2 separate regions of the Zea mays genome follow, and region 1 is linked to region 2. A link is a contact called in public Hi-C data. All regions are on one chromosome and are shown on one strand. Each heading gives the region's core, a stretch centred on a gene start, on an enhancer-like site or on the middle of the called end of the contact. The rest is flanking DNA. Distances are from core to core; before and after follow the strand shown. Region 1 holds the start of LOC100275303 (zinc finger CCCH domain-containing protein 15 homolog). Region 2 overlaps LOC103635831 (5-pentadecatrienyl resorcinol O-methyltransferase).

Evidence for each region. A called contact is a pair of places that touch in the nucleus more often than the background predicts.
Region 1: a contact with region 2 is called in a Hi-C map of leaf, with 4 times the contacts expected there. The contact joins the promoter of LOC100275303 here to the enhancer-like site in region 2. A contact is called at or near these places in 4 of 25 Hi-C or Micro-C datasets (ear, leaf and tassel).

Annotation. Positions count from the first base shown.
Region 1 is chr1:66,702,083-66,708,114 of Zm-B73-REFERENCE-NAM-5.0, reverse strand. LOC100275303 (zinc finger CCCH domain-containing protein 15 homolog) reads left to right here and starts at 2,992. Exons shown (of 2, transcript NM_001331166.1): 1 at 2,992-3,156. The coding sequence starts at 3,037.
Region 2 is chr1:66,369,160-66,375,523 of Zm-B73-REFERENCE-NAM-5.0, reverse strand. LOC103635831 (5-pentadecatrienyl resorcinol O-methyltransferase) reads left to right here. Exons shown (of 3, transcript XM_020547138.2): 2 at 2,596-2,712; 3 at 3,151-3,453. The coding sequence ends at 3,453. Among protein-coding and RNA genes, the nearest start is that of LOC103635831, 7.4 kb to the left of the region's middle. Within about 2 kb of position 4,438, at least 17 of the 20 cell types and tissues checked have an H3K27ac peak or open chromatin away from gene starts, as enhancers often do. A contact at or near this core is called in ear, leaf and tassel, where this site is marked.

The DNA.
Region 1 (6,032 bases), core at 1,743-4,242, 330 kb before region 2:
CACCCGTTAGCAACTCACTGGAAACACCGTGTTCGGTGCCCCCCGAGGGTAACATAGCGCTTTCCCCCGTTCCTCCTTGCGGAAAGGCGACGAAGGGGCGTACAATAAAAGTCGAGACGGTCCTTGATCGTCCTCTCGCTCCGTGCAGAGGCTCGGGGGCTGCTCTCGCACCAGGCTACGGCCAAACTGTTGACCACGTCAACAAACCAACTTAAAAACTCAGAGCCTGACCGTGCACCCGGGCCACGGCCAGGCCGCATGAGGGAACAACAAGGCCGACCGAGGCATCACAGAAAGAATTAAGACCTCAGAGGAGTCAAATCACTCCTCCAAGGCCTCGGGGGCTACTGTCGGGTACCGTAATTAGGGGTACCCCCAATACTCCTTAACATGGCTAGAAAACATCTTCAGAACAAACCGTAAAGACTGATAGGCACGGTTCAAGTCAAGGCCTCGTATACCAAGGGACGCGATCTCATCCGAGCCCAGCCTCGGGCAAGAACAGTAGTCCCAGACGGATTCACGCCTCGCCCGAGGGCATCCTCAGGCAGTGGGCGCACCCTCGGCTCGCCCGAAGCCCATCTCGGGCAAGCTTTATCGTACAGCGATCTCGGCCAAATCGCCTTACCAACCGACCGTATTGCATGCACATTTAATGCGGGGATCGCCTGACACCTTATCCTGACACACACGGCTCAGTCGGCAAGGTCGAAGTGACCGCAGTCACTTTGCCCCTTTACTGATCGTTCTGACAGGAAAACAACGCTATTCACCCCGTTCCGACTACTGTGCCAACCACCAGGGTAAAAGTGAGTCACGACCTCCCCCGAGTTCAGCCTCGGGCGCAACAGGGAGCTCCGCCTCGCCCGGCCCCAGGCCTTGGCCCCAGCCTCGGCCTCGGGGAAGGTCTCCGCCTCGCCCGACCCCAGGCCTCGGCCTCAGCCTCGGCCTCGGGGGAAGGTCCCCGTCTCGCCCGACCTCAGTCTCGGCCTCAGGAGGAGTCACATCCTCGCCCGACCTCAGCCTCGGGAGAAGTCACCACCTCGCCCAACCTTGGCCTCGGAATCAACTACACTACAGGGGATACATCATTACCCTACTGCTAGCTAGCCACTCCTTGCTACGAAGGAACAAGACCAAAGTCACATCAAACTACTCCGATAGCAGGTAATGATGGTTCCCCGCATGCGTCCATGACGTCGATGGTTCTCAGCTCCCTACGGAAGCAAGGAAACGTCAGCAGGATCCATGCCGCACCGCCAGTTGCGCTTCTACAGGGTGGAGCACTTCTCCGACGGCCACGTTAGCACGTACACAGGGCTCAAGCACTTCTCCACCGGCCACGTTAGCGCATAGCTACACCCCCATTGTACATCTGGACCATCTCCTTGTATCTATAAAAGGGGATATCCAGGGCCTTCCTGAAGGGAGGTGGGAGCAGGAGCAAGGCGAGCAGAGGCAGACAGAGTGGGAGAAACGCGGAGGAGGCTAACTCAGACAGCTCACCTCAGGGCCAGACCCTCTCTCTCTCTCGCGACGCTTGTAACCCCTACTACGAGCACCCCGGTGCAAGATAATATAAGCCTCATCCGCCCTCTTGTGTTTCATCTTGCATCAACCCATCTGGGCAGGGGCACGCAACGACAAATTCACTAGTCGGTTGAGGGTCCTCGCGGGTCCAAAACGCCGACAAATATTTAGGATTAAAACTTAGACTAGATAGCGATACTTACAAAAAAACCTAGTTTGCACATTCTAAATTGTTAATTTGCATATGTTTTACTCTATGGATTTAATTGTGGCCTAGTTTAGAGAATAGTTTTTAGAAGTTCTAATTCACCACCTTTTAGACGTCACCGTTTCCTACAGTAGGAGTGGTGGCACGGGCGGGAGATGCGTGTGAGGAAGGTGACCGCACATGGTGAGGGTCGTCGTCGATGGTGGAGAGGTGTGGCACGATGGTCGTAGGCGAGCGATTGGAGCGAGGTCAGTTACACCGCGCGTGGGGAGGGACGACGCAATATCGGGGGAGGGGGGCGACAGGATGGCGTGGGCAATAACGGTGTACATTCATGGGAGACAGAACCAAAGGTGGCAGCCTACCTCTTGCGTTCTTCGTAGTAGTAGGGATTCTACCAGAGACGAAAAAATACTGACTTTATTAAAATGTTCACCACTATATTAGATTTAAAACGTTCATGTGAGTATGGAGGCTCATGGGCCATTTGGCAAAGTTCCCAAGCCAAACAACTAAACCTTGTTCCCAAGCCAAACAGCTAAACCTTGTTCGGTTCCATTCGAATCTGAGGCGAGGATTAAATATCTCCAATTACCTTCAATCTATCCCTAACCAAAAAAGCTCTAAGAGGACGTTTGGCGGAGCTCACATAGCTCCACTTTCAGCGAAAATCAAATCACTTTCGAGTTCCGCACAGCCAAACGACAAAAAACGGAACTACTATCGGAGGCAGAGTGAATGCAGTCTCCTTTTGTACTAGAAAGTGAGAGTAAAAAAACTAGCTTCTCGTCACTCATAACTTGCTCCCCACTCACTTTACAAATTATTTGCCAAACAAATTTTATCAGATGGATTCACTTCTGCTAGAGAATTATTCAAAATTATTATATTAAAGAATCAACACTCGAAGCTAGATAATTATGTAGCGGAGCTCTGCCAAAAGTCCGTATTAAGTAGGGATCATACGAGAATTATTTCTTCATTCATGCTGGGAGCTAAAAAATGTGCTTCACCAAGCTCCGTATTATGATGGAATTCTCATCACCTTCTAACCGTGCTTTCTCTTAGGAATAGAATCACTTCATCAAAGAATCAATGAGCAGAGTTCAAAGAATTAGGTAGCGGGCCTCTCCCAAAAGGTGCCTCGTAAGCCCAAAATACGTTTTGGTAGGAACTCAACAAAGGCGCCCTCAACAACAGGGCTTTCCGGTTTGATTAGGGCCTGATCCGTTTCGTAGTTTTTTTTTCTCGGTAATCCAGCCGTTTTCCCTTTCCCCAGAGATTCGCATATTCTCGCGATGGGAGCGGAGGAAGCAGAGGGTACTCCCCCGCCGCTGCCCGCCACCGGCGAGCCCGCAACCACGGCAAGGGCGCAGCCAATATCTGCAGCACAATTCCTCTCCTGGAAGCAGCGCAAGGTCTTTCCTTCCTCCCTTACCCCCAATAAAGCTTCGCCTACTTCTTTTACCATCAATTTAGGGTTCGATCTAGTTTCCTGTCCGTCGGGCCAGTAGCTGGATTAGATTTGTATCTCTAGGGATTTCCCGTTTACTAAGCTGAACAAGTAGATGTGATTTTGATTTGCTGGATTAAGCTTCATTCGCGTGGCAAATATGCGACACGTTTACGACGCCAGCGGATTTACTCTGACAATTCATCGTTATAGAAGCACGAGAATACATTCCATTTCATTTATCCGTTTAGGTTGCCTAAATAATCGTGAAATCTTGTGATACACAGAATAGTTCGTACTTCTGTTTCTTACCAGATATGCATACAAATACAGATAGATGGGGAACTGTTAATTGAAACGGGAAACATATATCATATTCGTAACAAACGAACACAAGTGTCTAAATAGCCATCCCAGTTTAAGCTGGTTGTTTTTTCAGTTATTGAATAATTACAGTTTCTGTTTAATTTATTCATTCTTGTTTTGATTATATATTGATATTCTAAACTGTGTGGTCATCTTTAAGGGAGGCAGTGTTACTGTTTTATTGTAACCTTACCAAGAATGAGGAGCTATTATTGTTTCATTCTTATCTTCATCTTCACAATTCACATTGCGTGTGTTTGCCTGTTTCTGTTTGGTTGTGCGTCCCGTGGTAGCCTGGCTCACTACATGCGTTGACTGGGCCTCTAAATGTATCCAGTTGCCCGCATGGAGATGGTTGAGCACGCATGCATCGGTGCAGATTATGTATTTGCGGAAGTCTTTAACCTGCACCTGGGGATACGCGTGAAAGCGGCGTATGTGCTGGGCCATGCTCGCGTGAGCCCGGCTGCATGGACGCAGGCTTCCAATTACCACCATTCTTATTGCTCAAGTACCAAATAGGCTTGCCAAATTTGTGCACTATATTTCAATCTATACTGGAAGCATACATTTTTCAAACACTGTATATTCCTGTACACAGTCCTTATGGTCTTTTCTGGCTCTGGCTATTGATGTCCATGCTAAGTGTAGGGAGAATTTTGTTATTGTCATACCCTGAGGTTATGTTGTCATCTGGCAGTTCACTGCTTGAGCCATGACATGTCTCTATGTAACTCTCTTAGTGACGCTCCATATCAGAACCCGAGCATGGTGTTAAATGGGCAAGGGTTGATTCAACATCCCTTTGGTGACGCGTCGTGTTGTGATTTGGGCACGATGTTATATAAGGATCGAGTCGCTGCTTCCTTAGTTGTGTGCTACGTCGCTACATCGGCGCCCGAGTGTAGTAAAAATGTGCAAGGGTCTTTACATCACCAACAGGTGCGAAGGGTAAGGAAGCTAGTCGGACTAACTGAGATCCATTTAGGTAGTTGGAATGTAGCATCATTTACAGGTAAGTTAAGAGAGTTAGTTGAGACATCGACTAGGAGGCGTGTAAAATATCTTATGCATTCAAGAGACTAAATGAAAGGGTCAAAAGGCGAAGGAGGTGAACAATACTGGCTTCAAGCTTTGATACATAGGGACGGCTGCAAATAGAAATGTAGTAAGAGTTTTGATTGATAAGAGCCTAGTGTGTGGTGGATGTGAGAAGACAAGGAGAAAGATTATCTTAGTGAAGCTTGTCGTGGATGATTTAGTCTTGAACGTAATTAGCACGTATGCCCCCTAAGTAGGCCAAGATGAAAGTGCTAAGGGCCTTTTTGTGAAGACTTAGATAACATGATTAGAGCTATACCTATTAGCGAGAAGCTTTTCATAGGAGATCTCAATGGGCATGTAGGTACAACAAATGCAGGTTTCAAGGCGGTTCATGGAGGTTTTGGGTATGGTAGTAGGAATTAGGAGGGAGAGGAAGTCTTGGACTTTGTGGTAGTTTTTGATAGGTTGATAGCCAACACTTTCTTTAGGAAGAGTGAATATCATTTAGTGATCTGTAGGGCAAACACTCTAGTTAGATTGACTTTGTCTTCACAAGAAAAGAAGATAAACGAGCATGCTTGGATTGCATGGCAAGGTGATACCTGGGTAGTGTGTTGTCTCTCAACATAAACTTATGGTGGCTTTTCAGGTGTGTCCGTAGGGATAAATAAGCCAAAATTACGAAAACAAAGTGGTGGAAACTGAAAGGAGAGACCTTAGAAGTCTTAAGGAAAGGGCCATCAAAGAGGACACTTGGAAGGAAGAAGATGACACATACACATGTGAGAAGATGGCAACCTGAAAGGAGAGACCTTAGAAGTCTTAAGGAAATGGCCATCAAAGAGGACACTTGGAAGGAAGAAGATGACACAGACACATGTGGGAAGATGGCAACTTGCATTCAGAAGGTAGCCTCAAAGGCGTGTGGAGCAACTAAAGGGAGTGGAGGCAAAGCTAAAGGTATTTGGTGGTGTAACGAGGAAGTTCAAAGTGCTACTAAGGAGAAGAAAGAATGCTTATATACATTTGTACCATGACAAGTGTGTGGACAACATAGAGAAGTATAAGGTAGCAAAGGAGACCGCAAAACAACTTGTAAATGTGGTAAAGGGTAGGACGTATGAGGATCTTTATCAACATTTGAGTATGAAGGAAGGAGAGAATGACATATGTATAATAGCTAGGGTTCGTGAGAGAGAGAAGGGACTTTAAATAAGTCAAATGCATTAAGGATGAAACAGAGCACCTCTTGGTGGAGGATGAGATCAGACATAGATGGTAAAGTATTTGAGAATTTGTTCATTATGTAGAATGAGGACATAACCTTTTAGGGGGATGATTCTTTTGATGACACCAATATGCGCTTTATGCGTAGGATCCAAAATTCAGAGGTTAGATAACCATTGAAAAGGATGAAAGGGGTAAGGCGAT
Region 2 (6,364 bases), core at 3,189-5,688:
CTACTACCCTGGCATGGTGGAGCTCAATGGCGAGAGGTTCGCGGCTATGCAGTGGGCCGACTGGGGTCTGAAGGACTATGTCCAGCCAGGGGAAAGCAGTAGCGGAGGGGGAAGTTCAGAACAAAAACCAAGGACTTGTCAGGTGGCTGTGTGGGACGAGTTCTGGGTGAGTTTACTTTCGTATATAAGCAATTCACTGCATTATTGCTTCTCCTAATCTTACTTTAACTTAACTTCTCCATTGATATGTAGGGGAGGTTCCAATTGCCGGATGACATCGAGGCGGATCAGGCTCAGTGGGCACGTGTGAAGAGACACTTTCGGAAGTGCGCTGATAAGGTCATCAAGGATGCCATGTACAATGCTCGCATCGCGGCCGTCAACTACTACTACAAGAAGATAAAGGGGCAGAAAATGAGCAAAGCATTAGGGGCCAATGAGATCTACCTCACAGAGGAGCAGTACTTGGAGAGCGTTGTGGATTGGCTGGCGAAGGACATGGAAGCCTGGAGGTGGTTGGCTAAGAGATGGGCGTCGCCTGAGTGGATTGCAGAGTCCAACAAGCACCGTGCCAACCGTGGCACTGAAGGACCGGGGCATAGGTACGGCGCCGATGGACACCTTGGTACCGCACGCCGCATGGTAAGTGTATAAATCAAACTTGTATGTTACATCTATTACAATTCTATGGTTTAACTCTTCTTTTTCATGCAGGAAGCTGAAAGTGGAGTTGCTCCAAGTTTTATGGAGGTTTACGTCCGTGGTCACCGTGGGCCTGATCCAGCGAACCCTGATGAGCTATGCAGCGAGGCGGCAAGGGAGAAAATGGTAAACAAGTTTGTATTTACGAATTAAATTGCATGATTTGTGTCTAACTCCAACTCTAACTTTCTTTGCAGAATGCATATGGGGAGGAAATGACTCAACGCCATGGGCCTGATTTCGACTGGATGCATTCAGACTTAGATGCCTCGGCGTTGTACCACAGTGGTGGGGGTAGAAAGCATGGCAGGTGAGGTGGTTGTCTTTGATTCGACAATTTCATTAACAAGAATGTGTCCACTTAATGGCTCAACTATGTGTATCATGCAGGTTTGCCTTTGGCACCGGCGTTGTGGAGTACAACAGGACCATAGGTCAAGGGAAGGCATCGTCTTCGGCAGGGAGTTCTCGCTCCAAGTCTGCTCGAGAGGCTCAGCTGGAGGAGGAGACTCGGGCAGCACAGGAGCAGGCTCGACTCGCACAGGAGCAGGCTCGAGCAGCGCAGGAGCAGGTCGGACAGCTGACGCAGTATATGACTTCTTATTTTCAGGTAATTCGTCTATCTCATCACGTGTCATTGAATTCAATGTATAGTGTTGCGATTCTAACGTTTCATCCATTTGCAGGAAATGACTACTCGACTCGGCCCTGATATGAACTTGCCCGCTTTTCGCCCTCCCCAGGTAACACTATCTGAACACTTCAATTCCATAGCAACTCTTTTTTTATTATCAAAAATGGATCGCAGGCACAAGGATGGGGACAATGGCCAGGACAAGCTCCAGCGTCGCAGCCACAGTGGACCGGTGTTGGGTGGACGCAGGCACCTCCAGGCACTTGGACGCCTCCACCACCCCAAGGATCGCAGCCATTTCAAGCGTGGATGGCACCGCCACCGACGGGGTGGGTGCCACCACCTCAGGGGTGGCCAGCACAACAGTACCCGTGGATGCATGCACAGCCTCCTTATCACCATGGATCACAGGTGACGTTCCATGTTTAGTTTTATGCAAATAGTGACCAAACATAGCCAGTATAGGTATAGGGATAGCAAAACACAGCCTTATTTGAATGATTGATGAATTGCAGGGTTCAGCGTCACATGCTCAGGAGGGTGCTGTCAACGTCCACGACTTCCTCGTCCATGGTTCTGGAGGGAGTGGCCACCTTCCTGGTGGTGGAGGAGGGAGTGGCCAAAACTCTCATAGCCCGCAGGAGTGATTAGTGAGTAGTGAGTTTGTTTGAAACTATGGACTTATGGTATTGAAACTATGTATGGACTATGGACTATGGACTATTTGTATATGTGAATGTGTTTTGTGATATGTATATGTCAATGTGTTTTGTGATATGTATATGTGAATGTGTTTTGTGAATTATGTATTTTGATTGTGAATCTGTATATATGTGAATTGTGATATTGTGTATTTTGCTGTGAATTATTAATAGGTGCAGAAAAATCTGTTTTGGGGGGGGAACCATCAATTTTCGTCGGCCTCGGTGGTGGCCGACGAAAATATCCTGGGAACATATTTTCGTCGGCCATCAGCGGGCCGACGAAAATAGCCTGGGCGTATTTTCGTCGGCTTTCCCAAGGCCGACGAAAATAGTCAGTCCGACCAATTATTTTCGTCGGCCTCGGGAAAGCCGACGAAAATAGGTATTTTTCGTCGGTACCGACGGAAATAGGTGCCTATTTTCGTCGAACTTATTTTCGGCGGCTATTTTCGTCGGTCTGCCGACGAAAATAGTCTATTTTCGTCGGTTTAGGCTTATTTTCGTGGGCTTTTGGCCCACGAAAATTTACGTGTTTCCTGTAGTGCGCACGTCAAGTGCAGCGTGCTTGACCTCCCGCACGTTGTCGCCGGTGCTCCATCTGATGGCAACGTGCACTTCGTCGCAGGAAATATGTTTGAGAGTATTCCACCTGCAACCGCTGTTTTCCTCAAGGTACCATCCGTCGTCACTGCTGACTGCTAGCTCCCTCCTCCATTTCTCGTTGTATTTGCATTCTGAGATCCTTGTCAAACTTCAATTTTGACTATCCTTTTCTCTTGTCTTGGACAACTTGAGATTGTATTTTACAGTAAAGATATCTATGACAGGAACATGTGTAGTATAAAAATATATTTTATGGTACATTAGTGATACTAATTTAGCATCATAAAATACCAATGCTATATATTTTAGTAAATTTAACCAAACATAAAATGACAACTCTATAATTGAATTCAGATTATATTTTGTACGTAGGGGGGTCTAGATTTTTGTATAAACTTTTAGATGTAAATGTGATGCGTGCTATTATCATTGAATCCAAACACCAATAAGGACCCTTTTCTTCATTATCTTTCAATTAATTAATTTACTGAAATCTCTCTATGACAGAAAACTCTACATGACTGGGGTGACGATGAGTGTGTCAAGATATTGAAGAACTGCAAGCAAGCCATACCTCCACGGGATGCAGGTGGGAAGGTAATAATCTTGGACGTGGTAGTTGGATATAAACAGTCAAACATAAAGCATCAAGAGACACAAGTTATGTTCGATTTGTATATGATGGCCGTTAACGGAGTTGAGCGTGACGAGCAAGAGTGGAAGAAGATCTTCGCTGAAGCCGGATTCAAAGACTACAAAATTCTACCCGTCATTGGTGACGTGTCGGTCATCATCGAGGTCTATCCTTGAATGCTTTATTTGTGAATAATAAAGGGCGCCTAATTCATAATAAACCTAGGATTGTGAAGGCGCTGGTAGTACATTAAGAATTGTTCCTTTTTATTACCATGTGCTTGAACCTTTGGACAATTTGTAATATGAGAAGGTGAGCAATTGTGTTTTGTTAACATGCATGGTCTCTTGCATTGGTACGTGGTGCGCATTCTACGTGATGCAAAACGCTATGTGGTGCACGTTGGGCCGGTAGACATCTCTACTACGCGTCTACGCCGCCCTGGCCTTAATAGGGCAACATGCATGGAATGATGGAAGCCTTTGAATTCTTGTGTCGTGGCAGCAAATAGTGTTTGAGTTGCAGCTTTTGGATCTAGCTTTTCTAAAAAAGTTGCTGCTAGGCCTTTGACACTGAGAAGAAAAAGATAGCTTTTCGATAATGTTTTTAGCTTTCTAAACTCAGGAAGCTACATAAAACCTATAAAACCAGGCTGCTTCTCTTATCTGAGCTTTTGGCTTTCCAGAAGCTAAACTAAAAACCTAGCGGTTTGCATCAGTTTCCCGCTTTTTTCTACACGTACGGTAGGAAGCTGGCCTCAAACAAAAATGACAGTCCACTTGAACAACAAATTCCATATTTCACTCATAATCTCATTTTTTATTTTAGATTTCTCTCTACAAACAGTGTATATACAGTGTTATACATACCCACATATATATACCTCGTTGCTGGAGTTGGCCTCAGCCAACCAAATCTGGGGTCCGGGTCCGGGCTGCTAGATTTGCTCAGTCGCGTCGCGTGCAACGCGTGCCTCCAGAGCGCTCGCGTCCGTGACCAGACGAGGGCCCGCGGCTTTGGAGCCTTGCACGCGGAGGACGAGGTGTTGCAGTTCCAGTGGGATTTTACTTTCGCCCGCGCGCGGGGGCGAAGTGGTACCGTGGGGCCCGATGGCAGCTCCACAGGAAAAAGGGCAAAGGTAGACAGGCGTGGTCCACGCATGTCACATGGTGCAGTGAGTGTTCAGCGGTCGGTCAGGGTCAGGGTCAGGGTCAGGGACAGGGTCAGGGAGTTGGCGTGGGCGTCTGCGGTCTCCCATCGGGGGCGCGGATCGCAACGTGAGATGGCTGCTGCAATTTACTCCTATTTGCCAGTGAAAGAAACAGTCATGAGAGTAAATAGTCGAATGAGTTTGTATTGTTTTACGGTATATACATGACCATCTCCACTATAGTTTCTAAATATTGCCCTATTTTAGGGCTCGAAACCACAAAACACTCCTCCAACAATAGTTCTATTTTATAAATATTCATTAAACGATGATTATACTAGAGTTATATCCTCGTTTTCTCCTAACCTCCAACCATTTATTTCCTAATAACATAATTTATTTTTTAAATAGCATTATTTAAGGTCTAACCGTTGGAGTAGAAATTTCTTTTGTGGCACTAAACACTCTAAATACGGTCCTATTTCAATTTTTAGAACTCTATTTTAGAGTTTATTGTTGAAGATGCTCTAAAGGAACAAACCAGTTTTGAGAACACGTCGGTTTCGTCCATATGCACACAACATAGCTGTGAGGAAACTTTCTCTTCCAAAGGCCCTTAAAACACTAATCTAACAGTTACTTTCTAGCATGTTCTAAGTGAGGAAGGGTACGGAGAACACCTTCGGATGAACCCAACACAAATGCAAAGACTAAGGTATAAGCTTCGTTTCGATAACACGTGTACGTGATGGGTGAGCAAGCCAAGGCCATAAGAAGTCCACATGTTCAGCAAGGCAGCTATAGAAAAAGACAACACTACCCTCTATGTATTCGCTATTTCAAATGTATAAGCTTGAAGGCACAATTGTAATTTTACCGAAGTTGTATCATGCGACTATAAATAGAGGAACAGTGTCATGCATTGTTCACACTTTTTTGCTAGAGAGGGAGATCGCTCTGTCTACGAAGTTGTATTTCTCTCATCTTCCTCTGTAACTTCGCGCAGCTGAAGGTATACATGTAATCTTTTGTTAAATAATAAAAGAGGAGAGAGAATAACATCTTATGAGGTTGGATTGTGTAGTTTACCTTTTATATTGTGCATAGTTCATTATTAATATCTTTTACTTTCTTCCTCATTCACTTTCCATTTCTTCGTCCTTCAATAAACCTTCTCTCCGAGAAAGAAGAAATAAAGGATGAAGATGAAGCTCAATTTAACTGTGTTGCCTTGTTTTTGTACCCTAAAGGGATCAAAAGAAAGTGACCAACAATGGCCTTTACATCTTACGACACACGATGTGGGCGTCGTAGAATGCAAGACGGTCTCCACCAACGTCTGCTAAATTTCATCCTCTAAATTAATATTCCTATTATTTAAATTATACTCTAAAAGATTTCTTTTTCTATATCTTCTTCATCTCTAGCAACATCTTCTAAATTTGGTTCTCTATATCTACAATATTACTAGATATATGTATCTACAGGCACGTGCCAAAGAAATGTTTATTAAATATTTATAGACTGCTTGTCGTACGGACGGAGGACAGTTGCCACATTTAGCGTGTAGAAGGTGAACAACAAATCTTAGAGGATGCAATAGAGGTCGTTGTTGGGTGAGTAAAGTATGGGAATGAACACTAAATTTAGAGTTTAGGTCCACTTACGGTATATTGCTGAAGAGAGACTAAGAGGAACTACCATGTAACGATTGTACGAGATTGTTTACTACCATAATACTTTCCCTTAGGGATTGTTCGTTTGTGCTGCAATTCATCCAAGAATCATTCCAGCTCATCAAAGCTTATATAAATCAGTCACGCAATTCAGCTAGGAATCGTTCCGAGTGATAGTTCCCTAGTGTCGGTGTTTTGCGCTACTGGCACCTTGTTACTCAAAGCTCGTAGTAGGGGTTACAAGCGGGCGAGAGAGGGAGG